Linked DNA regions of Mus musculus: all the other regions are linked to region 1. A link is a contact called in public Hi-C and HiChIP or PLAC-seq data. All regions are on one chromosome and are shown on one strand. The core of a region is the stretch at or near the end of the contact, and the rest is flanking DNA. Distances in the headings are between cores, read along the strand shown.

Region 1 (4,388 bases), core at 836-3,335:
TGCCATCTTCAGACCTCCATGGGCACATAAAGTACTTATATGCATGGTGCTGGTTGGCTTTTGTCAATTAAACATGAACTTAGACCTATCTGGGAGGAAAGAATGTCAATTGAGGAATTGCCTTCTTCAGATTGTTCTTGATTAATGACTGATGTGGGAGGGCCTAGCCTACTGGGTGGTATCATCCTGGCAGGTGGTCCCGAGTGACATGAGAAAGTAAGCTGAGCAAGCTACAGGGAACAAGTCAGCAAGCAGCACTTCTTTGTGGTCTCTGCTTCAGTTCCTGCCTCTGGGTTCCTGCCTTGAGCTCCTGCCCTGATTTACCTTCATGAGGAACTACAACTGTTAAACTGAAATAAACCCTTTCCTCTCCAAGTTGTTTTTGGTCATGGTGTTGTATCACAGCACTCCAGGGCAAACAATGACATACACACAAACAAACACTCATCCACATAAATCTTTCTGAAAAAAAAATTAAAGATCAAAATGGGTCACTGACTAGCCTCTTATATACATACGTGTGTGTGTGTGTGTGTGTGTGTGTGTGTGTATGACTCTCAAAGACTAAAACTTAGCATTGCTTTTTTTCTTACTTCGGAACACATGTTCACCTTTGAGAGAAGGTGTCAACAATGGCCCAGCACCCTCTGCTCTCTTCCTGACAACCTTCTCACTTTTGCAATGGAAACTGCCATTTCCCTCAGCAAAGTTAAAAATGAGAATATCAATTAATTTAAGCCACCATTCCTGATTCTTAAAAAAATAAATAAATATATACATCAAAAGAGCTATCCATTAAAACAACAAAGGAATCCTAACCTTCTCTTTCAATATATCAATAATCTCTGTGCAGTGATTAAGCCATCATTGCTCTTTGCTCTTGTCAGCCATAACAACATTTCAAGAGTGAGTCTTCTGTGTCGTACTATATGTATTAAAAAGCACAGCTCATCTATGCCTTGGCATTTGTGCTTACACACACATTAGTGAACAGAAGCAATAAGTTTAAAGTAAAATGTTTAACAACAGCTTCTCCTGGGGGCTGTAAAGGCAGCTCGGGTGTTAAGTGCACTGCTCTTGAAGAGGATCAGAGCTTAGTTTCCAGCACCCCGATCAGGCAGCTCACAGCTACCTGTAACTCCAACACAGTGGTATCCCATGACTCTAGCCTTCAGGCATAAGCACATACCCATGCACATATTACTTAAAATAATATTTTGATTTTTAAAAACGATTCTTTTCTTAACCACAGGCTCTTGAACCCTCTCCTGAGCTGCCTCTGCTGCCGTGCTCCCCACCCCCACCTCTGCTTGCCCAGCCTTATTTAAGCAAGAATCCTAAGTCAGTTTAGCACATTTGTTATCTGATCACCCTGGTCTGCTTTCAACCAGAATCCAGTTTAGTGGGTTTAGCAAGAATCCCTCAATCTTTGATAATTCCTCTTAGTAATTATCCACACTCTTGACATCCACACCCCTTCCTCTCCTTGGCTATAAATCACCAACCCCCAAGTTGAACTCAATCTTTTAGTATTTTCAATAAGTATGAAGTGTGTGTGTGTGTGTGTGTGTGTGTGTGTGTGTGTGTGTGTGTGTGTGTGGTGTTTGTTTAAACAAGGTCCAAACAGATCTCCGACTGTAGAATCTTTTTCTGAAATAAGAAGATTTTCGAGGTCTCCTGGAACATGGTTGCTATATTCTCCACAGAGCTGTGGGCAAACAACTCGAAAAAACTTCTTCACACCTACTACGCCCAGGAAACTACATGCTTGGGAGTTAAAGGGCAATACTACAAAAATCTTCAAGTTCGCTTCTTGGTATGCTTGGATCAGCGTTCTGGACAGAACAAGAACGATGAGCCCGGTCACCCCTCCGCGCACAGAGCATTTCTGGATGCCTGAGCGGAAAGGCTGCGGTGTTCCTCCGAGCAAATGCCCACCTCGGCGGCCGCAAGTGAGCCAGCCACCGGGCTAACGCGGCTCGAAGCACCGAGGTCGCCGGAAGCGCCGCCGAGACCTGCTGACGTCACCGCCCCTAGCCCGCCCCTAACACCCTGGGCTCCGCCCACCCCTCCCCTCCCACCACGTGTCCTCGCTCCCTCCCGAGGGGCCGCGCTGGGGCGGCGGGAGCGGTGGAGACGATGGCGCGGTGAATGCCGGGCCACAGCCTTCGTCGCCCTTTGCGGCGACGCCGCCCGCTCGGCCGGGGTGAGTGCGCGCGGGCTGCGGGATCCGGGCGGCTCGTCCTCGAGGCCGGCGGAGGAGGCTGGGCCACGGTGGGGCGGGGGCCGCCGGTGGCAGTGTCGCCTCCGCCGCCGCCTTTGTTGCGGGCCGGCCGGGGAGGTAGGCGGCGTGGGCTGTCGCCGCCCCGCAGGTGGACCGAGGACCTTAGTGGTGGGCGGGGGTGGCGGGAGAGGGTTGGACAAGATGGCTGGAGCGGGCAAGGGCGGCGGCGAGCACCTTCGTGCCGGCCCCTCCCACCACCCGCCCCGCAGCTGGGCACAGGCCGCGGCCAAGTTCAGGTCCCGGGACTCCTGTGACCTCACGAGTGTTCCTACCTCCCCATGCCTCCACCCACCCCAGAAACATTGAAGAAGCTGACTCTGAACTCCGGGAAGATCCTTGCTTGGGAAGTCCCGGGAAATGGAGCTCACAGATGCACACTCTCTGCATACCCAGCAGCTGCCCGCAGTCTCTTCTGGGGAACCTCTTTGTACCAGCCTGAGGAGGCTTCGAATAGAGAGGATTTGCGACCCAGAGGCGAGGAGAAGTCCAGCCAGGTTTGGGTTGGCCTCTGCCACCCAGGCACGCCCCTCTCTGCATCATGGACTTGGCTTTGGGAGGTCCTTTGAGGCAGAAAAACTGTTAAGTTTCTGAAGTAGCTTGTGGACAGCGCCTATGAATCTGGAAAACCCAGGTGATAACTATTTTGGGCTAACTATTTAAATTTCCTATCTAGGCTGAGATACTTTGATGTGGTAGCAAATCAGCACCGCCCTCCTCTGGTCCTGATTCCGTGCTCAAACAGTCCTGGCAGTGGGAACTTCTGCCCATCACTGAGCTGTTTGAAACCTCTTCCCGGGATATTTACCCACTGTTCTAAGTTCTGCCCTTCTGCACAGAGGCTCTGTGAAAACTACTCTGGTCTCCGTGCCACAGGGGGCTCTTTAAATATTTGAAGTTAGCCAGATAAATTATCTGCCCTCAGCCTCTGTAATAATTAAATAAGCCAGCCACCTTTCTGAACCCCTTCCTTCCAGCTGGAAGCAGACAGTGCTTTGACCTAAACAGGTTTGTGTGTGTGTGTGTGTGTGTGCCTGAGCCGCCCTCTCACAGACTAGTTCCCACTGACACCTGATTGTCTGCTAACTCTTGAATGCAGAAATGGAGTCCCGGGCCTACCCTCTGAATTTGACCCTGAAAGAAGAGCAAAAGGAGGAAGAGGTTGAGATCCAAGAGTTGGAGGATGGCCCCATAGATATGCAGAAAGTACAAATCTGCTCAGAAGGCGCATGGGTAAGTAAAGTGTGAGCAGTCCAGCCTGAGAGCCAGGCTTGCTTTGGGGGTCTTCCTCCCGGAGCAGACATGGAAGTAAGAATAGCCCAGTCTCCTGTGTTTACATTCCTGAGAAAACAGCCTGGTGGCTTCAGAAGACAAATAATGGAGGAGGTGGTTAGAGGACAGGACTTCCGGCAGCAAGGCTGATTACAGGTCTCAGAAACTTGTCACTCTTTCAGTACCTGTTTCCCCTGTGCCTGACAATAGCACCATACGTATTACAGGCACCAAATTCATGGAAGACTTGGGTCATAGAGCTGGCATGAGAGGTGTATGTCTCCTAGGTGTGAGTGGAAGTGCCAGGCTCCACAGATTACACAGGTACAGGTGCAACCGTATTTAACACACACATTTATTTACAGTGTTACTAGAGACATGGAAATTGAATATGAACAATAAATTGGCATTGCTTAGTTTTTCGTTGTCTATAAACATTTATCAGTAGCATCAGTACAAAATATCCTTGGTGTCCCATGAGCGGGAAGCCCTTCATCATAGAACACAGAGCTGTAGGCAAAGAACCAGAAAGACCCTTCTTCCAAATTATCTGGTCCACTCCTCCTACAGAAGGGAACTTCAGGTACCCAAGAGTTGTCTGCTTTACTCTGAAAATCCTTACATATTGGCTTCCTGAGCTGCAGCCCCGCCAGTGGAGCATCTTTCTGAGTTAGGTTTCATAGTGGCATCATAAATAATTGCGGGACTCTGGGCTCACTGGTCTGGAGCGGTTGCATTTATCTGTTCATGTTCTTTGTGCACTATGTTCTCAGTTCTGACTCAGGCAGGAGTCAGTCCTGTCTAGCTTGAAGGAAGACCTCAAAGCGGTAGAAAC
Region 2 (4,388 bases), core at 1,029-3,528, 980 kb before region 1:
TGGATTGCAATTTATAAAATGGACAAAAGAAAATAGTGTCCACACCACCATTCTACCGGAGTGTGCACACACACATGAGTAATTTTTGGGAGGTTCTCCTGTATTTCCCAAGGCTTCTACAAAAGACAAACATTGCTTTTGTAAAGTTTTGGTTGATTTGGTTCGTGGTTTTATTGATGTCTGGTTGGATTTTTTTGGCTTCTGATTGGTTGTTTGGCTGGGTCTGGGGGGCTTGAGGGACACCTGTTTGAGACAGTTGCTCACTAGATAGTCCTGGCTGTTCTGAACTCCCTATGCAGACCAGCCTGGCTTCAAACTCATGAAGATCCATCTGCCTCTGTCTCCCAAGAACTGGGATAAAAGGTATTCCACACTTCCTCTGGCCTTGTAAGATTTTTGAAATAAGGTCCTACATGATCAATTCTTGTTTAGGGTCAGACAGGAAGGTCTGTGAAAGCAGCCACCAGTATTATCCTGACTTTCTGATCATCTGTTCTACCACCTTGGCTGCCTTTTTTTATACAGACCAGAAGCAAGAGGGGAATGAGGCCCCTTAATAGTGTAGAAATGGTTTTTCCTATTTGCTTCCTTAATGTTCAGTCAAAGCAAGTCCTGTAAACCCAACACACCAGGAAACCTGAAGTAGAAACCTTTCTTGTACTTAAGGGTAAGCATTAGAACAACTGGAAGCTGATGAAGCAGCAAGAATAAAGATTACATGAGCCTCCGATGTACTTCCAGATGTGTAGGCAAGACAAGCCAGTAAAAAGGAAAGCCAAGCCTGGCCCCTTCCTTGATTCTAGGCTTTCCTGCTTGGGATTGTTCGACTCCCAGGCACTCTTTCTTAGAAGTGCAAATTCTCCCAAAGAAGAGATTCTCGTGAGGATGGGCTCACTAGTGCACCTCTATAATGCCAAGAGTTGGAAGGTGGAGGCAGGAGGATCAGTTCAAGACCAGTGTGAGCTACATGGCAATATGAACTTGAGGCACACCTGGGCTGTGAGGGAGAAAGACAGGTGGAAGAAAGGAAGGGTATGCAAGCTGTGCTAAAGATCCGAAAATCTTAAAAATTGTACTGATTAAAATTTTGGTGATTGTGGAGGGGTGGAAACCTTCAGCCAATCAAGCTAGCTTTAACATCCTTACTAGTCATTTATGTATTTGAACAGCTATCTCGGACCTATCACTCAAATCATTTCAGAGAGTACAAACCTGCCACTAGCCTCTACGAACTCAAGACAAAGAATGTCATCAGACAATATCTGAGATCTTATTCCAGGCTTTGCTATAATCTGCACACCTGATGCCCCCACCACCACCCGTTCCCAACGTACAAGAAAGGGAACTTGACTTAGGAATTTCTTTGGTTCTGTTACTAGAAGTTCACGAAATTACAGTTGGCCACTGCAGGCCATGGTCACTCATATTTGGCTACAGAATAAACTTATTCTCTGGTGTTTGTGAGGAAGGAGGGGAGAGACATTAAAAGGTATGCACTGTCTGACCTAGTTTCTTAGGTCGTAGCATGTTAAGTTTCTTAGGGCATTTCAGAAACGCGGGGCAAAAAAAAAAAAAAAAAAAAAAAGTAGCAGATAGCTTCGGTGCTTTCTGCGACCGGTTTAAAGCAGAACTTATAGAAATTAGCAGTCAAGGTCTGCTTCTGCTTAGTAGGTCCTATCCAAGGCTCTCCTGGAGGCCGCCGCGAGGTGGCACAAGAGGGTGCGCCTGTGCTCTTTGTTAAGTTTGTGCCGGGGTCCGGGAAGAAATACCTGGGCGAGCCAAGCCATAGGAGCCCGCCTGTGGGGCTGGGGGAGAGAGAATGGGTGCGGTGCACCGTGTAGGCAGAGCTGAGGTACGCGCCAACGGCGCAGGCTAAGGGAACTCCCACAGTTTCAAACGCCCCCTCCCCAAGAGAGTCCAAAAGTGAGACACACGCCTTCCCCACCCACCCCAAGCTCTCCATAAACTACGCTCTACTTTCTGCGCACGCGCAGCAAGCTGAGTTACAGTGCCCTGCCGGGGACAAATTACTAACGCGTTACTGTCGCTTCTGTTCCAACCAAGCAGAACAAATCTCTAGGAGCAATTTAATACTGTAGTCACGAAAAGATACTTGGAGAGTAGAGCAAATATATACACTGGGGAGCCGGAAAAGTAGATATGCGGGCTACCCGACACAGGGAAAAAATGCAGTCTAGTTTAAGAAACAGCTAGAACCGCCAAAGTCAGAGGCGGTCTCGGGGGCGGTCCCGAGGGCGTGGCCGCGCGGGGCGGGGCGGAGTGGGGCGGGTCCTGCGGGACAGCTAGAGCCGCACCTAGGCACTGCTGTGCTTCTCAGGTCTGTACCAGGCGCACGAAGGTGAGCCAGGTAAGTGCTGGCAGCTGCGAGCTGCAGGAGCTTTAGCTTCACTGGGACACCTGAATGCCTGCACATGCACAACCGGTATCTCAGTCACTTGGAACGGAATTGGGGTCTCCAACCTCCCTTCTTTATCGGTCGATTTGAGCTCTGCATTTCTACCCACTCTGCCCTCCGCCCTCCCTGCATGCTCCCCCCGATGGTGTAGCTTAGGAGCTTCTCGGGGAGGCCCCTACCTCGCTATCTCTAACTCAGGGAGGTTCTCAAGGTCAGCTCATCCTCAATTCCTTATTTTCCTCCCCCTCCTTAATTCCAATTGTGTAAAGACCTGGGGCTCCCTCTTTCGGCCTTCAAGAGACCACCTGACCTTACTCACTGCAGCTGTTAATACAGAGAAAGGAGCCCGGAACTCTGCAGTGGGAACTGGCCATTCGTACCTGATCTAGCACAGGTTTCATAAGTGGCGTGCAAGCGCCGCGCCTGCTATGGATGTCTTGTTGCTAGGATCCTTCGAGAGGGTCTCAGAGGGAATTGCATTTGTTTTCCTCTCGCCTCGTAGAAATATTTGCATTGATACCTGAATATGGGTCATTTTCTTACTTCTGTCCTCATAGCAAGAGACTTCTTGGGAAGAGTGAGTGGGATATTAATTCATCCCATACTCACATGTCCGCAAGTGTCCCTTTACTTATCTTGTGTCGCTACAGGGAGACCCAGAACCACAGGGTGGGGCACCTGCAGGGTGGTGGAAGGGAGTAAGAGACACTGAGTCACTCCCGAGGTTGTGGTTTCTGTTAATTCTTTGCTTGGGAGGCACCAGTCTGCAAGTAGCCTAGGGTACAAGTCAGTGCGGAAAAGGAAGTAGAGGAAAAGCAGAGACAGATGGTCGGATGGGTAGGAAAGCAACGCTGCGCTGCGGGTTGGGACTTGAATCCCTTAACTAGGGAAAGGAGGTGCCCCAGAGAGCAACCAGCTCTCTGCTCTGTTGCCTGTACTGGTGGCTTAGGTGTGGCCTTGCAGGGTCTGCTGCAGATTTTAAGGTAGTAGCAGAAACCAGGGCTTCCCTGCGGGAATCTGTAGGGCACCTGCAGACTGCAGTTTCCCGGAAGCAGCCAAGGTTATTAGTCAGGGTTACCCGGTGTGTTTTCTTTCAGTGTGTCCATAATGAGAGTATACTGTCTTGAGTCAGGGGATCCAGAATTGTTTATTCTCACAGGAGCTAAATTTATCTAAGGAGTTAAATAAAACTAACATCTGAAATCCAAACATGTGCTTTCACCCTGGGAAGTACATTCTGCTCAGCTTCTTCCTGACACAATGTTACAGAAATAGAAAACTCTGTCAAGTGATTCTTTTTTTTTTTTTCCTTTAACCAGTGTTACTATATATAAAATGACAGGGATAGTGTGGCCAGCCATAGAAACTGAACTACTGGGGCTTCCTTAGACTAAGGAACAAAATCTTGCTGGATGCAGAGGCCTGCAACTGGAATCCTAGCACCAGAGAGCCTGGGGCAGGAGAATGGTAATTCAAGGCCAGCCTGGGCCATTTATTGAGTCCTTGTTTAAAGGACAAGGGCAGAGTTTCCCTCACTTAGATTCCCTCCTGCTTGTGTAGAGTTCCGGAGGAAACAATCTGAAAAGGAACTCCTTTATAAGTAGACAGCACAGAGAACACACACACACACACACACACACACTCACACACTCACACACACACTTACAAAAGGTGTGTTTATCCAAAGAGATGCTGAAAAGCCCCTGGACCAGTCAAGAATGAGTGGGTGTCAAATGAACCTGTCAAAAGTAATCTAACACTGACTGAACACTTAGCTCATTTTAAACCTATGATTTAAATTCGAATTTTTTTTTATTTTAAAAATCTAAACCTACAATTTAGTCATTCTCTATGTTTATATCTCTTTAGAATATGCCGCTGTTATTTTTGCAACTAAAATGTGTGTATGTTGTATGTGATGTATATATACACATGAATGACTATAAGCACATGTGCATGTCCATACATATGA
Region 3 (4,388 bases), core at 728-3,227, 960 kb before region 1:
TTCTGAGAGTCTTAGTGAAATAATGGTGCCATTTCTACCCATTACGAGCAAAGCTGTGAGCGCACCCCACCCCCACCCCCGCGACACAGTCTGTGAATCGGTGATGAAGTCATGGTGATGAGGACGGAAAAATTCATCCTCGGCTCTAGTTCAAAGTACCGCTTGATGCTAATAATTAACGGTATGGACTTTTTTTTTTTAATCTATTGAAGATTGTTTATGTTGCTTAAAAGGTTAAGTAATGAGCTCAGTCACATGAGCAGGTAACGACGCTTGTCACAAAGCCTGATGGCCATGTGTTGATCTGGCTCCCACAAGTTAGCCCCTGACCTCTACGCGTGCACTGTATGTCGCACACGTATGTAACACCTATACAAATAAACGTTAACTGTTTAAAGCTTCTTTCTTAAGCAATAGACACAGATGAAACTAGGGATAACTGTGATGCTAGAATTGCTAACAGCTCATTTTATAGATGAGGAAACCGGCTGGAGAGATGGCTCAGTGTTTAAGAGCACAGACTGCTCTTCTAGAGGACCCAGGTTCAATTTCCACCTCCCATGTGGCAACTCACAATTGTCTGTAAACCCAGTCCCAGAGGCTCTGACACCCTCACACAGACATACATGCAGTCAAAAGACATCAACATACATAAAATAAAGATAAATAAATTTTTTAAAGTGTCTATGCCAATGTCTGATTAGGAACAAAGAGGAAAGGCCTTTAGAGAATGGTCTAAGCTGGCAAAATAATGACTGCAAGGTATGAACAAGAACACGGCGTCTAGACCTTTGCCATCCAACTGGGTGGCCGCTAGCCACGAGTGGCTTTTAGATGGATAATGCTTATAACAGACGCACAAGTTCTTCGTTTGGGCCAGCCACACTTCACATGCTCGATAGCTTCTGAGGATCAGAGTTAGTTGCTGAACAGAGCCTTAACTATAAACCCCATGCATTTTCCATTGGACTGAGTCACTCAAGCTTCAGAGATGAAGGCACTGAAGGGTGGCTCAGCTGTACTGGGATGACTGGGACACCCTTGGGAATTAGAACAGAACACATTCCCGGAGCGGGTCATGAGAATATGTCACCAGTGTACTGAAGAAATGGAAATGGAAATGGGCTGCCCCCTCGCCAACCCCCCACCCCCACCCCCATAAAGTTTTAAATTTGCCTTCATATTTGCCTTCCTTTTAGCAGCAGTAAGTGTTCCCTTATGAAATGGTGATAGTGAGATAAGAAGTTTGGGGTTGGGACTAGAAAGGGATGGGACATCGGTAAACCTCTGCAGTAACTGGGTTTTATCTGTGTTATAAAAGAAGTGCACCCCGGGGGACCTGGAGAACTGCTTCCTCTCACTGAGACCCAGCGAGGCAGGAGGACCCAGTGCTGGTCTCTGGAGTACTGGCGTCCCTGTGTGACAGCTGTGGGCAGTGGTAGTAACCAGGTGGGAACAGCAGCTTGGGGTGCCTTCCAGTGCTACAGTCCTTCTGCAGGTCCCAGGTAGTCATGCCTCTAGGTCAGGGGTTCTCAACCTTCCTAATGCTGGGGCCCTTTAATACAGTTCTTCATGTATGCCCCCACCCCCAACTATAAATTTTTCATTGTTACTTTATAGTGGTAGTTTTGTTAGTTACAAATCATGATGTAAACATCAGATATGCAGGGTATCTGATGTATGACCCCTGTGAAAGGGTTGTTCAACCTCCAGGGAGTCACAACCCACAGGTGGGAGTCACGACCCACAGGTGAAGAACTCACTGCTGTAGCAGCCAGTTAAAGTTCTTGGCCCAGGATGTAAGACCCTTGGTCTTAAGGAGGACAGCTCTCTGACTCTTCTAGCAACCAGAGACTGCTGTTTCTTGTCTCTGGATCCTAACAGACATCGTCCTTTTGTCTCAGTTCTGTCCTCTGCTGCTGTTTCTGCTGTGACACCTTCCTGCCCTGGCCTCCCTCAGACTGTAGCTGCTGCTTTCTCCATGTGACCAGCTCATATAACCAAAAGTGGAGCAGACCAGTGGGGAGTCAGCTTTTAAGGGTATAATGATGTGAATCAGGAAAGGAAACCAGAGTATCTCTCCACCTAACAGAAGTATGTCCCAAAGATCCCACAGCCTCCTAAAACATCACCAACGGGGCACCAAGTTTCAAGTAAGTACATGAGCCATTAGGGACATTGGAAACCCTCGTACACAATTACTGAGGCTCCATGATCACGCATGCACAGTAGGAGGCGCCCAAGACCAGAAGCAGGGCTCAAGGTGTGGTAGAAAGCTTGGGCGCCATCTGCTGGTGTAACCCAGAATTTGGATAACTTCCCCTTTACATTCTTAAGATGCTATCCAATCCTGATCACGATGACCAGTCTTAAGCCAGAGAGATGGCTCATCCTGTAGAATTTACCACCAAGCCTGACCACCGGAGTGTGATTCCCTTAATCCATGTTAATAGGAGAAAACCCACTTCCTTGAGTGGGCTTTCTGACCTCCACTCCTGCCCACACACACACCCACTTACACAGATAAATAAATATAAGTAAATACATAAATGAGCAGCCTGTCTGTCCTATCCCTCTTAAACAACTTTCTAGTAGAATTTTCTGACGTGACAGAAACATACTCTGTACTGTCCAATAAAGTAACCAGCACCTGTTTTATATACTGAGGACTTGCGATGTGGCTAGGGCAACTCGCACACTTAATGTTTAATTGTGACTAAGCATACGTGCTCAGAGCAGGGCTTAGCCCAGCTGCCTACTGAATTCACCTGAGAACCAGAGTCCAGATCACTTACATTAGCATCTCAGTACATTTAACGTTCAGTAGGCAGCCTTAATGAAGGGCCAAACTAGAGAACCATTTCTCTCACAGCACTGCCTGGCAAGCCACCCTGTGTATGCCTCATCTGAGGATCTTACTAAAATTGACTGACAGGTTTGAGGTGGGTTCGGTCTGCATCTCTACCAACCAGGTGCTGTGGCTCCCTGGCCACACTGAGCATTATCCGCTCAGACGCTCAGACAGGGCAGTTCTTGCTTTCCGTTTGTGTTCTAGTGGAGGAAGGGTACAGTTTGCACAAAAACAGTTACAGTAACAGTGGATGTTAACAGGGAGGGAGGAGGCGGTGTGTGATGGGTACCGTACCTTGGAACAGAGGTTAGCTTGCGGTGTAAGGAACCTGTAAGATGACGAGCTGGAAAACGTGGTCTAAAGAGGGAAGAGCCTGGCAGAGAACCCAGAGGAGAAAGTGGAGAGTAACAGACGACATCAGACATCCAGACAGTGTGGATGGTCATGATGAGGCGTACGGGCTTTCTCTTAACTGCAGTTAAAAGCTGCAGCGGGCTTAAGCAAGAACTCACTGTAATCTCACTGCTGTTTAATTGCTTGGTTTCTTTTGTCAACTCCCCCAAACCTTGAAAAGGAAGACAAAAATGGGTCTTTATGTGTGAAGAAAAAAAAACAAGGATTCATAAATATGTCAGGACAAATAACACCAAAAAAGGCTGCTTTCAGCATTCTGGTGCGAACGGCCATAATTCACCATCCAAAGGCAAGAGACTGAGAAGCCTAGCAGCCATCATCCCTTATCTCTAAATGCCACCGTCACTGTACGTAACTGGTCCCCAGAAGGAGCACTGGGCTGGGCTTAACTGCATCGGTCTGCAGTTACAAGGTCTGCCCACTGCAGGGAAGGACAGGGCACAAAAAGTCGTCATGCCCCACCCTGCCCTTTGTACTTGGCAGGGCTCACCTTCCCCTGCCTGGTGCTTTCTCCTGTCTCCTACCCAGCCTTAAGATGAGACTCAAATTAAGACGGCAAAAAGATCAGCAGTGTAATAGGTTTTTAATTCACTGTAATGGTAGCGTACAAATAACTCACACATTCTAAAGGTTCTCTTCGGTTCTATGGCCATAGGCTGTACTGCAAGAATCAGAGATAAAGTGCTGTGGAAGACAGGATGAGTGTTTACTGAGGCAAGTCAGTTATCTGCGTAAAATCCGACTCCACCAACTACCTGTCTCTCTAGCCAGGTGGTCCGGTTTCTCAAAGAAAGGACAGAAAAACACAGCGTTTGAGAAAGATTTTATTATTGTGCAGTGTATGATATGGGGAAGGGGTGGGTTCTAGAGATAAACCTGAAGTCACTGGGTTTAAGTGATAAGACCTTACCCACTGAGCTGTCTTGCTAGTTAGTTAGAACACAGCTGTTTAAATGCCAATGAGTCACATAGCCCACAAATACTAAGAATAACAGCTTTTTACATTTTTTTATTTATTTATGGGTTTTTTTTTGTTTTGTTTTGTTTGAGACAGGATTTCTCTATGTAGACCTTCCTAGACTGGAATTCACTCTGTAGACCAGGCTGGCTCTAAACTCAGACA
Region 4 (4,388 bases), core at 490-2,989, 940 kb before region 1:
AGTTCAATTCCCAGCAACCACATGGTGGCTCACAACCATCTGTAATGGGATCCGATGCCCTCTTCTGGGGTGTCTGAAGACAGCAACAGTGTACACATATAAATAAAATAAAATGGTCTTTCAAAGATAAAAAAAAAAAAAAAAAGATTAGTGTTTTTTTTTTCTTTTTAAGCCCGTATCTGAAGGATCATAACCCAACTAACTCGACCAACAAAAGGTTTTCAGCAGTTTCTTTTCACAAGGAATTTCTGAGATTTCATAAACCTATTTCTTGGACAAACCAGAATGGCTGAAGATCGCCTGCGAGTAAAGGCAATGGCCAGAGCTCACCTGCGGGCAATGCTGCTTCTGTGCCTCTAAAGGGAGGCAGGCTGAGAAACTCTTCCCAGCTATCATGGCCTCTCCCATCAGTTCAGGTTCTGGCAAATCCCTGCCTCGTGGAGGTCAGTGTACTTTTACTTCTCTCACTAAACAAGCCCTTCTGGCTTACAGAACACATTTTTTTTCCCTGCTCTGAATATTCAATAAGAATAATCAAAACAAACACAAAAGTCAACCCAAAGTCCAAGAAACAAAGAACTCGCTTCCTCCTTAGTTTGTGCTAAGGGTTTGCTCCAAAGCATTAAGTGCTTGCAAGGATGAACTGTAGAAATCTAATGAACATCGTGATTACAGCTAATAATACCGTAAAATACATATTCACTTAAAATCTGCCAAGTGTGCAGAGCATGAAAGTTCTCACTACTCATAGGTGGAAACTACGTGGAGATAACGGATAAGTTCATTAATTAACAGTGGTAAGCACTACACGTGATTACACATGTTCAATGTTTTTTTTTCTCTCTCTCTCTTGTTAACCTGGAGAGCTAGCAGGCACTAAAGCTAAACAGATGTTGTCGGCTGCTGTTTTTTTTTTTCTCTCCTTTCCCAACTCTCATCGAAGTTCAGAAATATCCCAGCACTAGAAGGGGGAAGGTCATGTGGATCATGCATAACAGAAATCACCTGTGAGTCAACATCCCAGTAGCAGACTCTCCTGCAGGCCCAGCTCTCAAAACTCAAAAGACCCACAGGTTCTACGCCAGACTCTCCTGCTCCAGCCATGTAGTTACTCCCGGCCCCCCAGCGCACCCCACCGCACCCATAGCGCCCCCTCTTTTCCAGGAGCCTCCCCAACATTCTGTGCTCCGTGCTGCGACCACGCAAGTTCAGCAACCCTTGGCGGAGAGCTCGGAAGGACTCGGGGCAGCAGACTCAGTGCACAGGGCCGGGGAAGACCCACCCCATCCGCGTGCCGCCCCGCGCCAGGTTACCGGTGGCTGGCTCGAACGCTTTCTCCGTGCCGGAAGCATCCACCGGCTCCACACGGGCCCCGCCGCGGTAGTTGAGCGGCTGCGACACGACGAAGGTGCCAGTACTCATGGCGGCGACTGCTGCAGCCCGGTGAATGCGGAGGAGCGAGGTCAGCACAGAACCGACTGCACCGAGGATCATCTGCTACGCGTGCAAAGCGTCCGGAAGCCCCAGCAGATTACTACTGGAGGGGGAGATAGCGCGGTAACGAGGAGGGAGTGGCGAGGGGCGGAATCTCTGGGGCGTGGCCCATGGAAAGAGGCGACCCTGGCTGGGCAGGGGTGGACCACTAGGGAACAGGACCTCGGGGAGGTGTGGACCGTGAGTGTGAAGACCCGGGGCCCTCAAGGAGAGCCCAGTAGAGCCCACTGGGAGGAAGGGACAGTGGGAGGGGCGTGGCCTCGTGCCACGAGGGGGTGTGGCGTGAGAGGACGGCCAATGAGAGCCTAGAGTGAGTAGCTTGGGCCTAGTCAGCATAATTAAGGGCCTGGTGAGAGCTTCTGGGGCTGGAACTGGAAGACCTTTGGCCTAGATAATTACGTGGAACACCACACCACCCAAGTCCTCCGGTCCAGATCCCGAAGGAGTTCCTGGAAGGATAATGAGACCCCTTCTACTGGGCCTGCAAGCTTTTGCAACATTCTCCTTACTGTATTTCTTTGATTTCTTTTTGTGCTTTGTAGAAGCACAGTATTAGGGAATGTGTTCTTCTTTTTTTCTTTTTTTTTATTAGATATTTTCTTTATATACATTTCAAATGCTATCCCGAAAGTTCCCTATACCCTTCCCCTGCTCTGCTCCCCTACCCACCCACTCCCTCTTCTTGGCCCTGACATTCCCCTGTACTGGGGCATATAAAGTTTGCAATATACCAAGGGACCTCTCTTCCCAATGATGGCCGACTAGGCCATCTTCTGATACATATGCAGCTAGAGATACGAGCTCTAGGGGCACTGGTTAGTTCGTATTGTTGTTCCACCTATAGGGTTGCAGACTCCTTCAGCTCCTTGGGTGCTTTCTCTAGCTTCTCCATTGGGGGCTCTGTGTTCCATCTTTTAAAAGACTGTGAGCATCCACTTCTGTATTTGCCAGGCACTGGCATAGCCTCATACAAGACAACTATAACAGGGTCCCTTCAGCAAAATCTTTCTGGCATATACAATAGTGTCTGGGTTTGGTGGCTGAGTGTGGGATGGATCCCCGGGTGGGGTAGTCTCTAGATAGTCCATCCTTTCGTCTTAGCTCAAAAATATGGAACGCTTCACGAATTTGCGTGTCATCCTTGCGCAGGGGCCATGCTAATCTTCTCTGTATCGTTCCAATTTTAGTATATGTGCTGCCGAAGCGAGCATGGAATGTGTTCTTCTAATTTAGTAAAAATTTTGGTCAATTTTCTCAGCTCTCTGTACGAATTAATCTTTTCAGTGCCTCTGAGATGTGTAGGTTTGGGTCCTCAAATGGAAACAGCAGTACCCAATTAAGAACACCTAGGCCCGAACTCAAAGGACTGCTTTTGTTGGGGTTGGTCAGAAACATCTGGAAACATCTGGCCTGGGTCAAGATCATTGACAGGTACAGAGATAACAGCTGGTCGTTTTGTGGCCAGTTGTGTTTAAAGTATTCTGCCCAGCCATCCCATGTTGATTTGTTACATTTAGATCGTCTGATGTATGTTCCAGAAATGTGACCATGGCATCTGTTGATCTAATCGTGGCAATAAAAGTAGAGTGTGACCCAAACCCAATGAAAGTCAACAGCAAAATTTGCTCTTACTCTATCAAGTCAGAATGTTGGTATGAAAATTCATTCTTATTTTGGCACCTCCTTTTTTTTAAAGTCAAGAAAAGGAGAGAATTTTGAAACTCCCTGTGTATCGGGGGAAGGGGGAAGGAGAGTGTGCCGCTGATCTAAAGTTTAAAGGAGGACTGGTGAGATGGCCCAGCTGGAAGAGCTCTGACTGCTCTTCCGAAGGCCCTGAATTCAAATCCCAGCAACCACATGGTGGCTCACAACCACCGTTAGTGAGATCTGACGCCCTCTTCTGGTGCGTCTGAAGACATCTACAGTGAACTTATTTATAATAATAAATCAATCTTTGGACTGGAGCAAGCAGAGGTCCTAAATTCAATCCCCAACAACCACATGAAGGCTCACATCTGTACAACTACAGTGTACTCATATACATAAATAAATAAATCTTAAAAAAAAAAGTTTAAAGGATGTGTAAATTTCCTAGGAAGAATGGGGTTAGTAACAATTATAGGCTTGATGGTTTCTGGGATCGTCTAAGGGCTAAACTACTAGGCATTTCTGTGGGAGGATTTCTAGGTTGGGTTAAAGGAGATGTGAAGACTCACCTTACAGGCAGGCAGCACTGTTCCATGGGCTGGGTCCCAGGCTGAGCAAAAAGGAGGAGGCAGGAAGCTGAGTGTCAGCATTGGTCTCTCTGTGTTCAGTGTGACCGGCTACCTCACTGTCCTGCCCGGCTTTCCTCTCCATGAGGGACTGCACCCCCAAACCGCAAACCAATACAAGTCCTACCGTACATAGACGGCCTCGTTAGCAATACCCAAGGAAGCATCGGGGAAAGCAGAGGGTCATCAGGTCATCGTAAGAATTCAGAAGGAGGAAAACTGCAGGGGCTCAGAGAGCAGCAAAAGGAGAAGCATCCTCAGGTGGGTGAAAGCTGGCAGGCAGACATTCTCAGCGAAAGACTTGATGGGGAAGGGGAAAGAAGACAGCCCTCAAAAAAAGCAAGCCCAGAAGTTTACTTAAAGCCAAGCTGGGGGGACTCCAAAGTCCCTCAGTTCTGTTTTCTTCCTAGAGAACTGGAGGCACAGAAGAAATATAACTCAGTCACCTTTCCATCTCCAGGCTCCCCAAGGAGAAAGTCCTTGGAAATCCAACTTCTCACTGAAGGCCATTCCTCCCCACGACCCCCAAGCATCCTGGTGTCAGGCTATTTATTGCTAGAGTTCAGTTTTACATTAGTTACACCCTTACATGCCCACAGACACACACTTTTATTCCCTGAA
Region 5 (4,388 bases), core at 679-3,178, 900 kb before region 1:
TTATAGGCTAGCCTGGCCTATATAAGACCCTGTCTAAAATTAAAAACAAAACAGAACAAACAAACAAACAAACAAAAAACGGACACTCACAAAACTTATAAAGATATAAGGAAATAAGAAGGATATAGGAATAAAGGTAGCTGTAGAAACTCTTAGAAGCCAAGTTAGGTATGGTTTAGGGTTCTGAATTTCTATAGTTCATCTCTTGGAAGGTAGGAGAATCAGCTCAAGGTCATCTTCAGCTAGTGAGTTCAAAGCCAAGCAGGGCTAAATGAGACCCACCTCATAAAAGCAAAACAACCAACCAACACTGGATACCAATTGTGCTTTTAGAGAACCATTCAAAGTCCCAGTAACTGGGGAGCTAAGGGTGAGGCATCAGAAATGTGAGGCCTGCCTGGGCTACCTAAGGCCTTATTTATATGATCAGCTGTGCCCTGCTAAATTTTAACTTTCCTTCAAAAGTCACAAATTTTACCCATGTTAATCATTTTTTCAATCATTTTTCAGCTTTCTCACCCGACTGAAACTTGGCTAAACTTTAAAGGGTACCACTCCCACTGACACTAGTCACAGTGACTTATTCTCCAAACACAGCTCACACATTCAAATCTCCATGTTTACGTGATTTTTCCTTTCCCTAGAATTTCCTCTCCCTCTTTTATCTTCTATCTACATTCTAACTAATCCACAAGGCACTGGGTCCATCTGTACCATGAGATCTTCCATAGTCTCTCACAACAGAACAGGACCTCTTCTTTAGAATGAAGACTCTGTGTGTGTGTGTGTGTGTGTCTGCCATGACCCCTTTCCCCTTTAGCTCCCCGCCCCCCCCCCCCCCCCCCCCGTTTTAGGCAAGGTCTCGACAGGAAGTAGATCCAGCCTGGAATGCACTATGTAGACCAGGCCTGCCCTATCTGGAGCTCTACCACACCCAGATTCCTTTTAGCTTTATTAAAGATGCTGCACAAAGGTCTTTGATTTCTATCTTTACCAAGTTAGAGTATGGTTTTGTTTGTAACATGAATCTCCCTATGTAGCCCACACTAGCTGCGAACTCACAATCATGTCCATCTCCTGAGTGTTGAGATTTCAGTTGCCCTAACAAGGAACACTGGCTTGTAGTATTCTTGGTATACTCCTCTCTTAGTTACTGTGAACATGCACCCATTGAACTTCCCGTGTTGAACCGTCCACCGTCTTACCATACTCACATTTTTTACTTTGTTTTTCCACTTCTGCCTTCAATCTCTTGTATTTGTCTGTCCTGTAAACCAGGACCCAGGTTATGCCTAAACAGTAAAAGCAACATGCTAATGAGAAATAAATGGAAATCACAACAAACCATCTTTAATTGTTAGTATTGGAGACAAAAGGATTTCGACATTTTGCTCTATACTTATCAGTAACTTTTTTCAAAGTCAGATCAACCCATGTTTTGTTTTGTTTTTTTCAGTGTATCCACAAATACGTAAAGAAAATCAGGACGTATGACTCCACACTACTCTCCTGCTTCTATAGGGGGATGAGCCCGGGATTTCTTGCAACGGACCACGCAGGCCGCAGGGAGTGAGGCTCCCGATCTTTGCTCATGGGGTGCGAGGGACCCCAGTGCCCTTCCACCCTGGGATTAATCAAACGTCCAAGGAAACAGCCGCCCTCACCCTCGGCGAGCAGCGCGGTGCACACGGAGATAAAGACGATGAGCAGCGTGTCTGCAAACATGGTGCTCATCTCGCCCGTCTGTCCCCGCGCTCCCACCCTCCGCGGGGGGAAAGCACTCCAGAGCCAGAGAGACCGGGAAGAGACGTGGCGGGACCGACCCTCGAGGAGCGCTACAACTTTGACAGCCCCGAGTCTACACTTCCGCTTCCGGGGCGCCGACCCGGAACTACAGGCTTCACTCCCGCCGTCTGGCCGCCATAGTCGGGAGAGAGCGGCAACGCGCAAGTCTCGGGGGCCGAAGGCGCGCGCCAGGCCCGGTCTCGCGAGAGTTGGAAAGCCAGGTCGGTCGGAGGATGGCGGTGTGGTGGCGGCGGCGTTGCGACCTCGGCAGTGCGTTACCTGCTCTCCGAGCCCGATCGCCTACCTCACACTAGAACCCTGTCACACGGTGGCTGGACTTCACCCGCATCCCCGCCTCCGTGGCCGAAAAGTTAGGCCACCGCGTGCGGAGCGTCAGGGTCTGGGGGCTCGCCCCGGTCCTGGGCTGGGCGAGCCGAGTCGAGGAGTCCTCGGGCGCTGGTTAAACCAGCCTTTATGATGCCGGGGACGCCGTTGGAGGAGAAGGGCTGCACAACTCGCTTGCTGCGGCCGGGCTTTTATTGGAAGGAACGGTGGCGCAGTCGAAGGGGAAGAAGTGAAAACGTTGAATTTGAGTTAGAAGTGTTTTGGGGGCTGGGCGGTGGTGGCGCACGCCTTTAATCCCAGCACTTGGGAGGCAGAGGCAGGCCGATTTCTGAGTTCGAGGCCAGCCTGGTCTACAGAGTGAGTTCCAGGACAGCCAGGGCTATACAGAGAAACCCTGTCTCGAAAAAAAAAAGAAAGAAAGAAAAAAAAAAACAGCCGGGGGGTTGGGGGGGGACGGACACGGGGATAGAAAAAGGTGTGGTGTGTAAAAGTAGGATGTCTTGAGAGAGCCTCATACACTCAGATGTCCTCCGTGATGGACTGTAAATTACCGTGTGCAAGCGGGGCGAGAAAATGACGGGAAGGCCTTGATATAAGAGCACTCGATTCCTCCCAATTCTCAGATCTGCTCTTTTTCCTCAAGAAAACTCAGAAGTCTTCCTTTGTGCGTCCTTGTGTTTTTTTGAGACAGGGTTGCACTATGGAGCCCTGGTTGACCTGGAGCACTCAAGAGACCCCCCTGTCCTAGCTTTCCATAACTGTGCCACCATGCCCAGTTTGACTTCCATTTTCTGTCATTGTTCTTCCAAATTTCACTGCACACAATTTATAAATCTTCTGTAGCATTACCTTTTTAGTTTCTCTTGCCTTATATTTATCCAGGACTCCTTTAATAGATATTAAATATATGTCTATTAAATAAAGATATAACTATAAATATACGTCTTTAATAGACATTAAATATATGTCAGGAACAGTACTGGGCCCTGTAAGATGGAGCAAGATAAGATTCCTTGGTTCCAAAATTCCCCAGGGAAATTGTACGCCATAGTAAGATAGAATTATAGCTAAAGTGTTGAGAGCGCAAGACCGATTCTTCACGGAGGATTCAGAAAAGCTTCAGAAGCCAGGCGGTGGTGGTGCACGCCTTTAATCCCAGCACTTGGGAGGCAGAGGCAGGTGGATTTCTGAGTTCGAGGCCAGCCTGGTCTACAAAGTGAGTTCCAGGACAAACAGGGCTCCACAGAGAAGCCCTGTCTTGGAAAACCAAAAAAGAAAAGAAAAGAATAGCTTCAGAAAGGTCAGTCTGAGCTGAGTCTTGATTTGAGCAGGAGTTCACACAAGGGTATGTTTTTATTTAATCTTCTACATCACCCAAGGTAAATGTTGAGATAGGACAAAGGGTTGACCTTTAGCTCTGCCAGGTTTTCAGTTCTGCTTGAGTCTACTGATTAAGGCTTTTAGCCTCAGTTTTCTGTAACCATTAATGGCACCAGCTGGGTAAAGCTGTTAAGAAGCTTGACTGAGACAATATGTACTGTATAGCATTTTATACGTGCTTGATGTGGAGTTTAACAAGTATGATGCTGACTATATAATATTAAGAATCTAGTTAAACCATACTATACTGTAGCTCTACATACACTAGCTTAAAGTTATGAAAAGGGGAGGGTTAGAATCGGTGAAATGGGGCTGGAGTCAGTGCTTTCTCTAAGCACTGTCTGCTCTTGCAGAAGATCTGAGTTCAGTTCCCCTGCACCCACATGAAAGCACACTACCAGCCTTCACTCCAGTTTTGGGTGATCTGGCACCCCCTTCTGGCCTCTGCAGGCATACGTGCCTATAAAATAAATAACCCAGGCATGGTCACGATTCCAGCATTTGAGAAGTTGCCAGATTGCTGAGTTCAAGGCCAGTCTGGTCTACAGAGTAAGTTACAGGACAGCCAGGACTACACAGAGAAGCCCTGTGTTGAAAAAACAAAACTAGGGCTCATCAGTTAAGAGCACCGACTGCTCTCCCAGGGGTCCTGAGTTCAATTCCCAGCAACCACATGGTGGCTCACAACCATCCGTAATGAGATCCGATGCCCTCTTCTGGTGTGTCTGAAGACAACTACAGTGTACTTACAATAAATGAATGAATGAATAAATAATGAAGCCACATGCCTTTGATCCCAGCACTATGGAGGCAGAGGCAAGTGGACTTCTGTTTGTTCAAGGCCAGCTTGGTACACAGAGGGAGTCCCAGGAGAGCCA
Region 6 (4,388 bases), core at 857-3,356, 880 kb before region 1:
ACTCGGATCTTGGTTTCCTGAGGATGAAGTTTGGTGTTGATGTGACATAAAATATCTCAGAAGAGAACATGTGTAAGCAAGACAAGGTGGTGGAGACTGTGGGATCTGGAAGGTCCATTTCAGCTATTTAGGGAGTAACAGGGTCAGCCTGGGTTACATAAGATCCTATCTCAAAAGAACAAAACAAAGAGTGCTGTCTTCTCCCCCCAAGTCCCAAGATTTCTCTGTGCAGCCTTGACTGTCCTGGAACTCAGAGATTTGCCTGCCTCGGCTTCCTAAGTGTTGGGGTTAAAGGCATCTGCCAACAATACCCAGCTAAATCCTTGGTGTTTTTCCACTAAAGAATTGGAAGTTTCTTATTTCCTTTTTGTTTTTTGAAGTCAGTAAGAGAGAAGATGCACTATATCACGTTGGACTGATTCGTTACTCTTTAACGATGTTTTCAAAAACAAGAAAGTGTGTTAGACTTAAAATTTTTTATTTCTTTTTAAACTTAAAAATTGTAGCACAGTGGTGGCTGCACATACCTTTACTCCCAGGACTCTCTCAGGAGGCAGAGGCAGGAGGATCTCTGTGAGTTTGAGACCAGCCTGGTTTATAGAGTTTCAGGATACAGAGAAACCCTGTCTTGGAAAAGAAACAAAAACAAAACAAACAAAAAAACCCAAACAAAACCCTGTTTTATGTATATAGGCGTTTTGCCTGCATGTATATCTGTGCACCAGTGTTCCTGGTGGAAGCAGGGCCAAGAAGTGGGCATCAGATCCCCTGAAGCTGCCAAGTGAGTGACGGGAATTGGACCCACATACCTCTGGACAAGCAGCCAGTGTTTTTGTTGTTGTTGTTGTTATTGTTGTTGTTGTTGTTGTTATTGTTTTTGATTTTTCGAGACAGGGTTTCTCTGTATAGCCCTGGCTGTCCTGGAACTCACTTTGTAGACCAGGCTGGCCTCGAACTCAGAAATCTGCCTGCCTCTGCCTCCCAAGTGCTGGGATTAAAGGTGTGCAGAGGCAGGTGGATTTCTGAGTTCAAGGCTAGCCTGGTCTACAGGTTTCTGGTTCTAGGACAGCCAGGGCTATATAAAGAAACTCTGTCTCGAACCCCCCCCCAAAAAAAAAGAGGTTCAGAGTTCAGAGAAGCGGAGATTCTAGTACTACCTTTCAGGTGTGCCCAGCAAAACTGCCCTTTCTGGTTCCTTTAGGAGTCTTTTCAAGCCCCAATACTCTACAGTGATATTCAGGCATTGTTCTAAAAACTTTACCTATGATAATTCATTTTAGCCCATCAAAAATCCTAGCGTGTATCATTTTTATTTTCATTTAATAGAGCACTGAGGCACATTGGCCTTGCTTATGGAACTTGATGTGAATGAAGACATCTGGCTCCCGCGGTGAAGACTCCTTTTTAGTCTCCATTTGGTACTGTTTTCCTAACTAAGTGACAAATTGCCTGCCTCTAATAAACTAGGTCAGTTAAAGTCATCAATGAATGGAAATGGCATTGTTATGTTTCTATTTTCATTAACCCTAGCTCCACGGGAATGTCAGTACTGCGGAGCTAGGATGGTGTGGAAGGGCACTGGTTTTTCAGGGAGGAGTAACCGTCCCCGAGTCACCCTTCTTTTAGGGAGTCACATGAGGACAGACCTGCTAAGGAAAATGGCACTTGGGGGTTTCCAAGACAGGAACTCTCTTAAGCCGAGCGGGTGACACACTATTTTGGCACACGGAGGGTGGGAAGGGAGTCTCTGAAAACACAAGTTTCAGTGAGGATGAAGGGTCTAGGCATTAATTCTCCATCTTCATATTCCCAGCCTTTTCCAGTTTTGCGTCTCAAACCTCCAGTCTCTGCTCTGCTCTGGCAGTCTCTTCTAGCTTTTGATCTCTTTTGAAATAGGACGCAGAGTGGCGCATTAAGACGCTGACCTAGCCGGTTTCTTCACCCCTCCACCCCACCCCCCGCTCCGTCCCAGAAAGGGTTAATCCGGCGGGTGGGGAGGGGAGTGGCGCTCACACCTTTCCCAGAGACCTCGGGCGGCGGCGGGGCCCGGGCGGGGCGGAGGCTGGGGCCAGACTCCTGGCGAATAGCAGCGCGCAGCCCGCCCGGATTGGAGCAGCCTCATCACGCTGACCTCTGCCTGGGATGTAAACCCCACGGGCCGCCACGGGCACAGGAGAGCTCTCGGCACCTCCGGGAAAGCCACCTCGGCCTCCCCCGCGCCCGGGCTCCAGCCGCGGCCGGCCCAGCCTCGACCTCAGCAGCGACCAGCTGCTCCTGCGAGGAGCCGAGCGAGCCCGGTCGCGGGCGGGGAGCGTGCGTCGGTTCGCACAGGCTGCGAGAGGAGGGGCGGCGCGAGTCATGGCCGGGGACAGCGAGCAGACCCTGCAGAACCACCAGCAGCCCAACGGCGGCGAGCCCTTCCTGATCGGCGTGAGCGGGGGCACGGCCAGCGGGAAGGTAAGAGTCCGCGCGCCCTGCTCGCACGGCGGGCGGCGCATGTGGCCGGCGCCCGCGGGCCGTGTCAGTTGCAGCCTGCCACCGCGTGGCCCGCGGGATCCTCGTTCCGGGCCGCCGCGCTCCGGCGCCGCCAGACCCCGCGCAGGCTCGGTGCGCGGCGTTGGGGACCAGCGGGGGGACCCGGGCGACCGAGGGTCCAGGATGCGGGTTCCTCCTACAAGTCCCCCGCAGGGATGGTGCGCTCCCTCGCTGGTTCCCGGCGGCGGCTGTGACTCGTGGTCAGGGTCTTGTGGGGGAGGGGCGGAAAGCGGATGCTTATTGTTTTGCAAGTCGGGTGTAAGGACCCGGCTTTCGGGGCTTCCCTCGGAGCCCCGGTACGCTCCTCCGCCCGGCTTGGCCCTGGCCCCGGCCCAAGCCTGTGGGCTGCGAGGCTGGCCGGGATGCGCGAGGTGGCGCGCCCGCTGCCGGGAGCCCACCTGGGGGTTGCAGGGCTTTCCGGGAGAGCCGAAGCTCGATGGGCACAGTCACGGATGGGATGACAGCAGGGGCTGCTGTCTTTTATGCTTAGAAGAGAAAACCGCATCAGTCTCAGTGAGAAAGTTGTACAGGCTCCATGCTCTTCGGTGTCCGGGTCGCTCGCTCCTTGGATCGCAGGGAAGGGGTTACCGAGTCTGACTTTGCGAGGAACCTCTTTCCTTTGTATTTTCTCCTGCACGGCAGCGAGGGGCGACTTGACTTAACCTCGGGTCTTTACTGCAGGTGGAGAAGGGTGGAGCCCTCCCAGATGGTTCTTTCTTTACTCCCCCTCGCTCCCTTTTAGGATGTGGCTGCTTGTTCGCCTGCCGTTTAACAGCCGCCAAGTTCAGTGGGCGCTCGGGCTCCATGAGGGGCGCCCGAGGGAGCTGGGCGCCGCGTGCGGCCGCTGGTGAGGCCGGATGGTGAGTCCCCAAGGCTGGGCAGCGTGGAGCAGGAAGGCTGGATGGCGCCATGAGACGCGCGCCACGCGCCACGAGGTTTTAGCTTCCAGCCCATTTCTCCTTGGCCCCTCCTCCATTTTGATTTTTACGTATTTTCCCTCCAGGTCTGGAGTACTTTAGCTCAGCAGCCCAGATTCGGCGTTGTGTGCCGCAGACTCCAGTATTGATGAATTTCGCCTCTAGTTTAGCTTCCATGGCTAGGATTCTGAAATGCTGTTTAGGTATCGGAACTTAGGGTCCCCCCCCCCCCCGCCTTTTGCCTGTTAACGAGCTAAACTTTAAAAAAAAAATATGTTCTTCAATATGTTCTTCGTCTAGGAATGCCATTCCTATTAGGGCCCCTCATCAGCTCTTTTTGGAATCACCTCAGCCGCACTGTTCATTTTCCAGTATTCCTGTTGTAGAGGAATTCATCGCTGTATTTCCAGAGAAAAGTTGGGGTAATATTAGCCTAAAGTCCAGTCAGCCCTCTTAGTGAGGAAGAGACTTTTTTTGTTGTTGTTGTTGTTGGTTTTTGGTTTTTCGAGACGGTTTCTCTGTAGCCCCGGCTGTCCTGGAACTCACTCTGTAGACCAGGCTGGCCTCGAATTCAGAAATCCGTCTGCCTCTGCCTCCCAAGTGCTGGGATCAAAGGCGGGTGCCACCACTGCCTGGCAGCCCGGCAGGAAGAGACTTTAAACTTGAAGATGAGTGGAACATTTAGAAACATAATGACCTTGGTAGTCACTTAAATAATTCAGTCACCAGAGGCACAGATAAACATTCTGTATTATCTTATTCTACTGTATTTGCAGTTGATTTTTAAGGATGGGTCGCTCAGATAGCTGGAATGGCAGGGCCAGTTAGCCACTGTGGGTGTAGCCAGGTCTCTGCCGACCTGCTTGTTATCCAGGAGGAAGAAGAGGGAAACCCTAATGAAAGAAGGGTCTCATCGTGCAGTTTTCAAAATGTACA
Region 7 (4,388 bases), core at 682-3,181, 820 kb before region 1:
TAGCTGGGCCTCGGGAGAGTCTTGACTGACTGGCTTACTAACTGACCTAGCAGGTGGGACTCAATCCTAGAGAGACCTCAGAGGAGGCTAAACACGCCTAGGAAATTAGAATCAGATTTGGAGTAGTTGTAAAGTCTTGGCTTCTGACTAAAATCCGGTCATCAGGATCCAGGTTGACCAAAACCGTCTCCCTCCCTTTCCTGGCCTGGGATGGGGAGAGGGTCTCCATATGACTATGGGAAGTCCTTGAAGTGATGAGGAACCTGGGAGCTCTGCCTGCCTCTGCCTCTGCCTCCAAGGGTTGAGATTTAAAGGCATATGCACCCAGCTCCCCCGAGGTTCTCCTTGGTCAGTGACTGTCTGCCCGTTGCTGCCTGGGCAGACTGCTTGCCTCTTTGTTTCAGATGTGTTTTTACAAGTCCCCCCTCTGCAAAGCCCTGCCCTTCCTGGTGGATTTGTGGAGTTTTCTTACTTGTCATTTCTACAAGTTCCTTCTTTCAAGGTGTGACACAAATCACGCTTGGTGTATGCTTGGGATGCAGGGATCTTCAGGGTCGGGGGGACAGTGAGTGAGTAACAGGAGCAGATAGAGGCCTGGAGAAGATTCTGAGAGAGCTGGGTGCCAGGTTTCCACCCATCATTCCTAACCTAGGCTATGTGTGCTAGGTGTCTGACATACCAGCCAGGGAGAAGTGGGTCTTAGAATCCCGCAGGCCCCGCTAGATCACCTTACTCTCTGCATTTACTGAGTGCTTCTCTCTCTGCTCCTTCCTCCTGGTGGGCTCTTAAGCAGAAACGAGGCTTGGGCAGTTAGAGGCTTGGGCGGTTAGAGTGCCGCTGTCGGGCCCCTCTAGGCCAGACAGGGAGCTAGCAGACATTTAGCTTCCTGCACATTGCTTTGTTCCAACCCGAGTGTGGGGTTCAGGCTGGGCTGGGGTGGGGTGGGGTGGGAGTGTTGGTTTTTCTGGAGTTTCCGGTTTGTGCCAACATCTTGTTCTGACTCAGCCTTTGGTCTGGCTCCATTTCTTGGCAGTGGCCAAGGAGCAGGGCATTTCAAATGCAGTGTGCTGGCTGACCCCGGCCTGCCCTTGGCCATGGAGCCATCCTAGTCTGTTTAAGGTGACAACTTCTTTGAAGGCTCTTAGGGCGTTGGGTGACAGTGCCTTTTCTGTTATCGTATGTCCTCAATATCTGGGACCCGTGTCTTTGTGACTCTTCTTTTCCATCTGTCCCTTTAAAATACGCATCGCATGTGTCTGTGTTCTACTGGCCTCTCCCGGACCTTGCCTTAGCTGTCTGGGGTTCTGCAGGACTCCTGCGGCCCCTGCCCCCTCCCCTCACTGGCTGGTCTTAGCTTGAGGAGCCCCCTCCAGGTTGTGCCGGTATTGCAGTTGTCACAGGAGGGTAGGCTTGTTGAACCTACCGTGTGCCAGCTGCCATGCCGAAGATTTTCTGTGCCTCCCTGTCATCTTAACTAATAGCTTTATCGGGGCTGGGAATGGAGCTTGGTTCATAGATTGCTTGCCCAGTGGGCACAAGCTTGGATTCTTTCCCCAGCACTGCGTGAAAACGGAGCACAGCGGCCAGCTCCAGCTCTCGGGAGTTTAGGCAGGTGTGTGAGTTAGTTGAAGGTCATCCTCTGCTCCATATCAAGACCAGCCTATAGGCTCCGTGAGATTCCTCCCTCCCCCAGTTATAATCAGGATGTTACGTTGTCAGCTTCTTGTTTAAGGAAATGAAGACCCAAAAGAGGAGAAGTCACTTGTTTAAGGTCACAGGAGCAGGAGTCTCTAGGGACAGGACTCCCATCTAGGTCACGTTCCTCCAGATCCATAGTCATTAGATAAAGAGAGCCACGCAGTCCTGCTGGGTCACTTTCCCCCCAGAGCTGACTGCATGACTCACCGGCTTCTCTTATGACAGATGAAGTTACCAGGTCTGGCCTGCAGGCAGCAGCAGCAGCAGCAGCAGGTCTGTGTGGGGTGTGCCCACACGTGTGCGGGTGTGATCGTGTACGCATGTGCACACACACACATCACTACTTAGCGGCCTGGCTGAGATCTGGTAATCCCTGGGAATGCAGATAAAGAACGTAGCATGTTAATAGTCAGCTTTAAATGACAGCTGGGGCTGGCGAGATGGCCCAGTTGTTAAGAGCGCCGACTGCTCTTCCAAAGGTCCCGAGTTCAAATTCCAGCAACCACATGGTGGCTCACAACCATCCGTAACGAAATCTGATGCCCTCTTCTGGAGTATCTGAGGACAGCTACAGTGTACTTACATATAAGAAATAAATAAATAAATAAATAAATAAATAAATAAATAAATAAATCTTTAAAAAAAAAATGACAGCTGTGCAGAGGGCTGCGTTGGTCGACAGGCCCTCCTTCCTACCTCACTTCTCTAAGGGAAACTGAGCCCTGGGGAGGTCAGAGCACAGTGACAGAACCAAGATAGTCTGGCCCTTAAAACAGGTTTTTAAAAAGTGCTGGCTGCAGGTCCCTGACTAGAGGGACTGAGGGAGATCATAGACGTGGAAGGCGGTGACTCTGGATCCATCTGGGCTTCCTCCGTTTTCCGGCTTACTTTTGCCTGGAATGGGAGAGAACTCACCGGGGGCATTTCTATTCGCAAACTTCTGTGCCCGAGGTGAGCAGAAAGGGCTTTCCACCCCGGTGGGCAGGGGTTGAGGGGTGGGATGGTGGTGGTGGTGGTGGTGGTTGCTGTGGATTTGGGAACACTGGTGAGCATTCCGCCAGCCGCTGCCAGCTGCTCCCTGTTGTCGGACTCAGTGGGGGCGCCCTGCTCTTTCCTGGTTCTTGTAAAAATTCTGTTGGCTTGTGACAAGAAAGCTGCTTGTTGGTCTTGGTCAGGCAGCCTTTTATGTTCGAGAACACACCGTAGTAGAATTTGCTGGTAGTAAGACTTAACGCAACTTGTTTTTTCCTAAATCTGTTGTTGATCCATCCCAGGTCAAGAACCTGAAGTCCGGCTTCTCAGTCACGCGGGCGACCTGCATGGGCCCGGTCTGCTCCCTCACGAACCGTTTTCTTGATTTCTGTGTTTTGTTTTTCCTTCTCTTGCAGTATTGAGGGACATCAGCGAAAGAGGGAGGGACCTTGAGCAGATTTTATCACAGTACATTACGTTTGTGAAGCCTGCCTTTGAGGAATTCTGCTTGCCAGTGAGTTGTATTCTTTGTCTTTGCTAAATGTAAATCTTGATATTTAATGATTTCATCTTCTTTAAAGGATTATTATTATTATTATTATTATTATTTTATGTGTATGGGTGTTTTTGCCTGTGTATGTCTGTGTACCGCATGCATGGAGTGCCCAGAGGAGGGCTTGGGATCCCATGGAACTGGAGTTACAGATGGTTGTTAGCCGCCAGGCCTATGCTGGGTCCTTTGGGAGAACGATAAGAGCGTTTAGCTGCTGGGCCTTCGCTCTAGCTTTGTGATGGTAGATTGCTGGATTCATCTGGGCTTCAGCTGCAGCTCAGATCTTACTCCTCTCCGAGTGAGCACCTGATTGAAGTCCTGAGAGAGCAGGCTGGGTTCCGTCCTGCTGTCTTTCTCCCCTCTTCCTCTTAAGGTTACTCTAGCCCTGAGTATCTCCTAGCGCAACCTGCGTTTCTTGCCTGGAAGGGTTATGGTATCGAGCCTTTGCTTGAAGCTAGCTCACATCCAAGATAGACCTTAACCGGCTGGAGACTCCAGAAAGCTGAGTGTGGGTGCAGGGGTCGTGGAGGGAGGCACTGTGACAGTTGGTTCATTTTAGGGAGTGCTGGGCTATGCCAGAATCCTCTTCCTTGCCTGTGTCCTGGCACAGCTGTATGCCCTCTGGAGGACCTGAGAGTTGACCTGGGAGTTCCCTGTGAGGTGGCTTTCTGAGAACCGAAGGGGACTGACTCAAAGCTTATAATCCGCCAGAGAAACACATCTCCCCAGGAGAGGCCAAATGGGGCCCGAGACTCAGGGTGTGATGTGGTCCTGAGAAGGGAAGAAGCTGCGGAAGGAATGTTAGGAGAGTCACTGTGTCCTCCCGGCTTGAGCAGGTCTGGCAAAGCAGGCCTTCCTTATCTGTAATTAGGAAAGAGAGAAGTTGGAGCTTAGGCCGGTTTGAGCGAGGTCGTTTGGGAAGAGTGGTGTTGGGGATGGTCTTCACAGTAAGTGTGGCTTTATCTCTTCTTGCTAATAAATGCCTTCTGCCCTTTCTCCTCAACATGCCTGCTTTAAGTCCGTTAGACCTTCACCCTACACCAGGCTTGGTTTTTGTTTTCAGTCGGGGACTGCTGGACTTTCTGAGTAAGCCCGAGTAAGTTTGCCAGTCTGAAGGTTAGGTTATAAGATCAGGTTTCTGGGAAAGGGCTCCCAGGGCCGAAGG

The links. Hi-C and Micro-C count contacts between places; a contact is called where the count stands out from the background. HiChIP or PLAC-seq counts read pairs in DNA pulled down with a chosen protein or histone mark.
Region 2: a contact with region 1 is called in an H3K4me3 HiChIP or PLAC-seq map of bone marrow-derived macrophages, with 5 times the contacts expected there. The contact joins the promoter of Mgst3 here to the promoter of Pogk in region 1. A contact is called at or near these places in 3 of 39 promoter capture datasets (hippocampal neurons, liver and pre-B cells), 6 of 115 datasets of contacts at active chromatin or transcription factors (astrocytes, bone marrow-derived macrophages, embryonic forebrain and 2 more) and 2 of 9 other capture datasets (liver and macrophages).
Region 3: a contact with region 1 is called in a Hi-C map of B cells, with 7 read pairs. The contact joins the enhancer-like site here to the promoter of Pogk in region 1. A contact is called at or near these places in 3 of 39 promoter capture datasets (hippocampal neurons, liver and pre-B cells), 2 of 484 Hi-C or Micro-C datasets (B cells and cortical neurons) and 3 of 115 datasets of contacts at active chromatin or transcription factors (bone marrow-derived macrophages, embryonic forebrain and forebrain).
Region 4: a contact with region 1 is called in an H3K4me3 HiChIP or PLAC-seq map of neural tube, with 11 times the contacts expected there. The contact joins the promoter of Aldh9a1 here to the promoter of Pogk in region 1. A contact is called at or near these places in 15 of 39 promoter capture datasets (the 3T3-L1 cell line, the HPC-7 cell line, HPC-7-derived erythroid cells and 11 more), 5 of 484 Hi-C or Micro-C datasets (B cells, CD8 T cells, bone marrow-derived macrophages and 2 more), 11 of 115 datasets of contacts at active chromatin or transcription factors (astrocytes, bone marrow-derived macrophages, craniofacial prominence and 8 more) and 2 of 9 other capture datasets (adipose tissue and liver).
Region 5: a Hi-C map of B cells shows a contact between it and region 1, with 11 read pairs. The contact joins the promoter of Tmco1 here to the promoter of Pogk in region 1. A contact is called at or near these places in 9 of 39 promoter capture datasets (3T3-L1-derived adipocytes, cranial neural crest, frontonasal cranial neural crest and 5 more), 1 of 484 Hi-C or Micro-C datasets (B cells), 8 of 115 datasets of contacts at active chromatin or transcription factors (bone marrow-derived macrophages, craniofacial prominence, embryonic basal ganglia and 4 more) and 2 of 9 other capture datasets (adipose tissue and liver).
Region 6: an H3K4me3 HiChIP or PLAC-seq map of bone marrow-derived macrophages shows a contact between it and region 1, with 7 times the contacts expected there. The contact joins the promoter of Uck2 here to the promoter of Pogk in region 1. A contact is called at or near these places in 6 of 39 promoter capture datasets (the 3T3-L1 cell line, the C10 cell line, hippocampal neurons and 2 more), 1 of 484 Hi-C or Micro-C datasets (cardiomyocytes), 14 of 115 datasets of contacts at active chromatin or transcription factors (SST interneurons, astrocytes, bone marrow-derived macrophages and 10 more) and 2 of 9 other capture datasets (adipose tissue and liver).
Region 7: a FOXA1 HiChIP or PLAC-seq map of pancreatic cancer cells shows a contact between it and region 1. The contact joins the enhancer-like site here to the promoter of Pogk in region 1. A contact is called at or near these places in 4 of 39 promoter capture datasets (the 3T3-L1 cell line, the HPC-7 cell line, cranial neural crest and 1 more), 1 of 15 datasets of contacts at CTCF or cohesin (large pre-B cells), 1 of 484 Hi-C or Micro-C datasets (bone marrow-derived macrophages), 7 of 115 datasets of contacts at active chromatin or transcription factors (SST interneurons, bone marrow-derived macrophages, embryonic forebrain and 4 more) and 1 of 9 other capture datasets (liver).

What each region holds. Positions count from the first base shown.
Region 1 is chr1:166,407,525-166,411,912 of GRCm38.p6, reverse strand. It overlaps Pogk (pogo transposable element with KRAB domain), which reads left to right and starts at 2,085. Exons shown (of 6, transcript NM_175170.4): 1 at 2,085-2,206; 2 at 2,582-2,915; 3 at 3,381-3,514. The coding sequence starts at 2,897.
Region 2 is chr1:167,391,731-167,396,118 of GRCm38.p6, reverse strand. Mgst3 (microsomal glutathione S-transferase 3) reads left to right here and starts at 2,278. Exons shown (of 6, transcript NM_025569.2): 1 at 2,278-2,368.
Region 3 is chr1:167,367,975-167,372,362 of GRCm38.p6, reverse strand. It overlaps Aldh9a1 (aldehyde dehydrogenase 9, subfamily A1), which reads right to left. Exons shown (of 11, transcript NM_019993.4): 11 at 3,833-4,388. Mgst3 (microsomal glutathione S-transferase 3) reads left to right here. Exons shown (of 6, transcript NM_025569.2): 6 at 1-397. Among named protein-coding and RNA genes, the nearest start is that of Aldh9a1, 20 kb to the right of the region's middle. Within about 2 kb of position 1,977, at least 21 of the 459 cell types and tissues checked have an H3K27ac peak or open chromatin away from gene starts, as enhancers often do. A contact at or near this core is called in B cells and bone marrow-derived macrophages, where this site is marked.
Region 4 is chr1:167,347,342-167,351,729 of GRCm38.p6, reverse strand. Aldh9a1 (aldehyde dehydrogenase 9, subfamily A1) reads right to left here and starts at 1,739. Exons shown (of 11, transcript NM_019993.4): 1 at 1,314-1,739. The coding sequence starts at 1,494. It overlaps Gm24182 (a small nuclear RNA gene), which reads right to left and starts at 2,705; the gene lies at 2,599-2,705.
Region 5 is chr1:167,306,210-167,310,597 of GRCm38.p6, reverse strand. Tmco1 (transmembrane and coiled-coil domains 1) reads right to left here and starts at 1,928. Exons shown (of 7, transcript NM_001039483.1): 1 at 1,665-1,928; 2 at 1,215-1,292. The coding sequence starts at 1,734.
Region 6 is chr1:167,282,845-167,287,232 of GRCm38.p6, reverse strand. Uck2 (uridine-cytidine kinase 2) reads left to right here and starts at 2,106. Exons shown (of 7, transcript NM_030724.3): 1 at 2,106-2,457. The coding sequence starts at 2,359.
Region 7 is chr1:167,228,689-167,233,076 of GRCm38.p6, reverse strand. Uck2 (uridine-cytidine kinase 2) reads left to right here. Exons shown (of 7, transcript NM_030724.3): 5 at 3,087-3,184. Among named protein-coding and RNA genes, the nearest start is that of Gm46170, 36 kb to the left of the region's middle. Within about 2 kb of position 1,931, at least 61 of the 459 cell types and tissues checked have an H3K27ac peak or open chromatin away from gene starts, as enhancers often do. A contact at or near this core is called in pancreatic cancer cells, where this site is marked.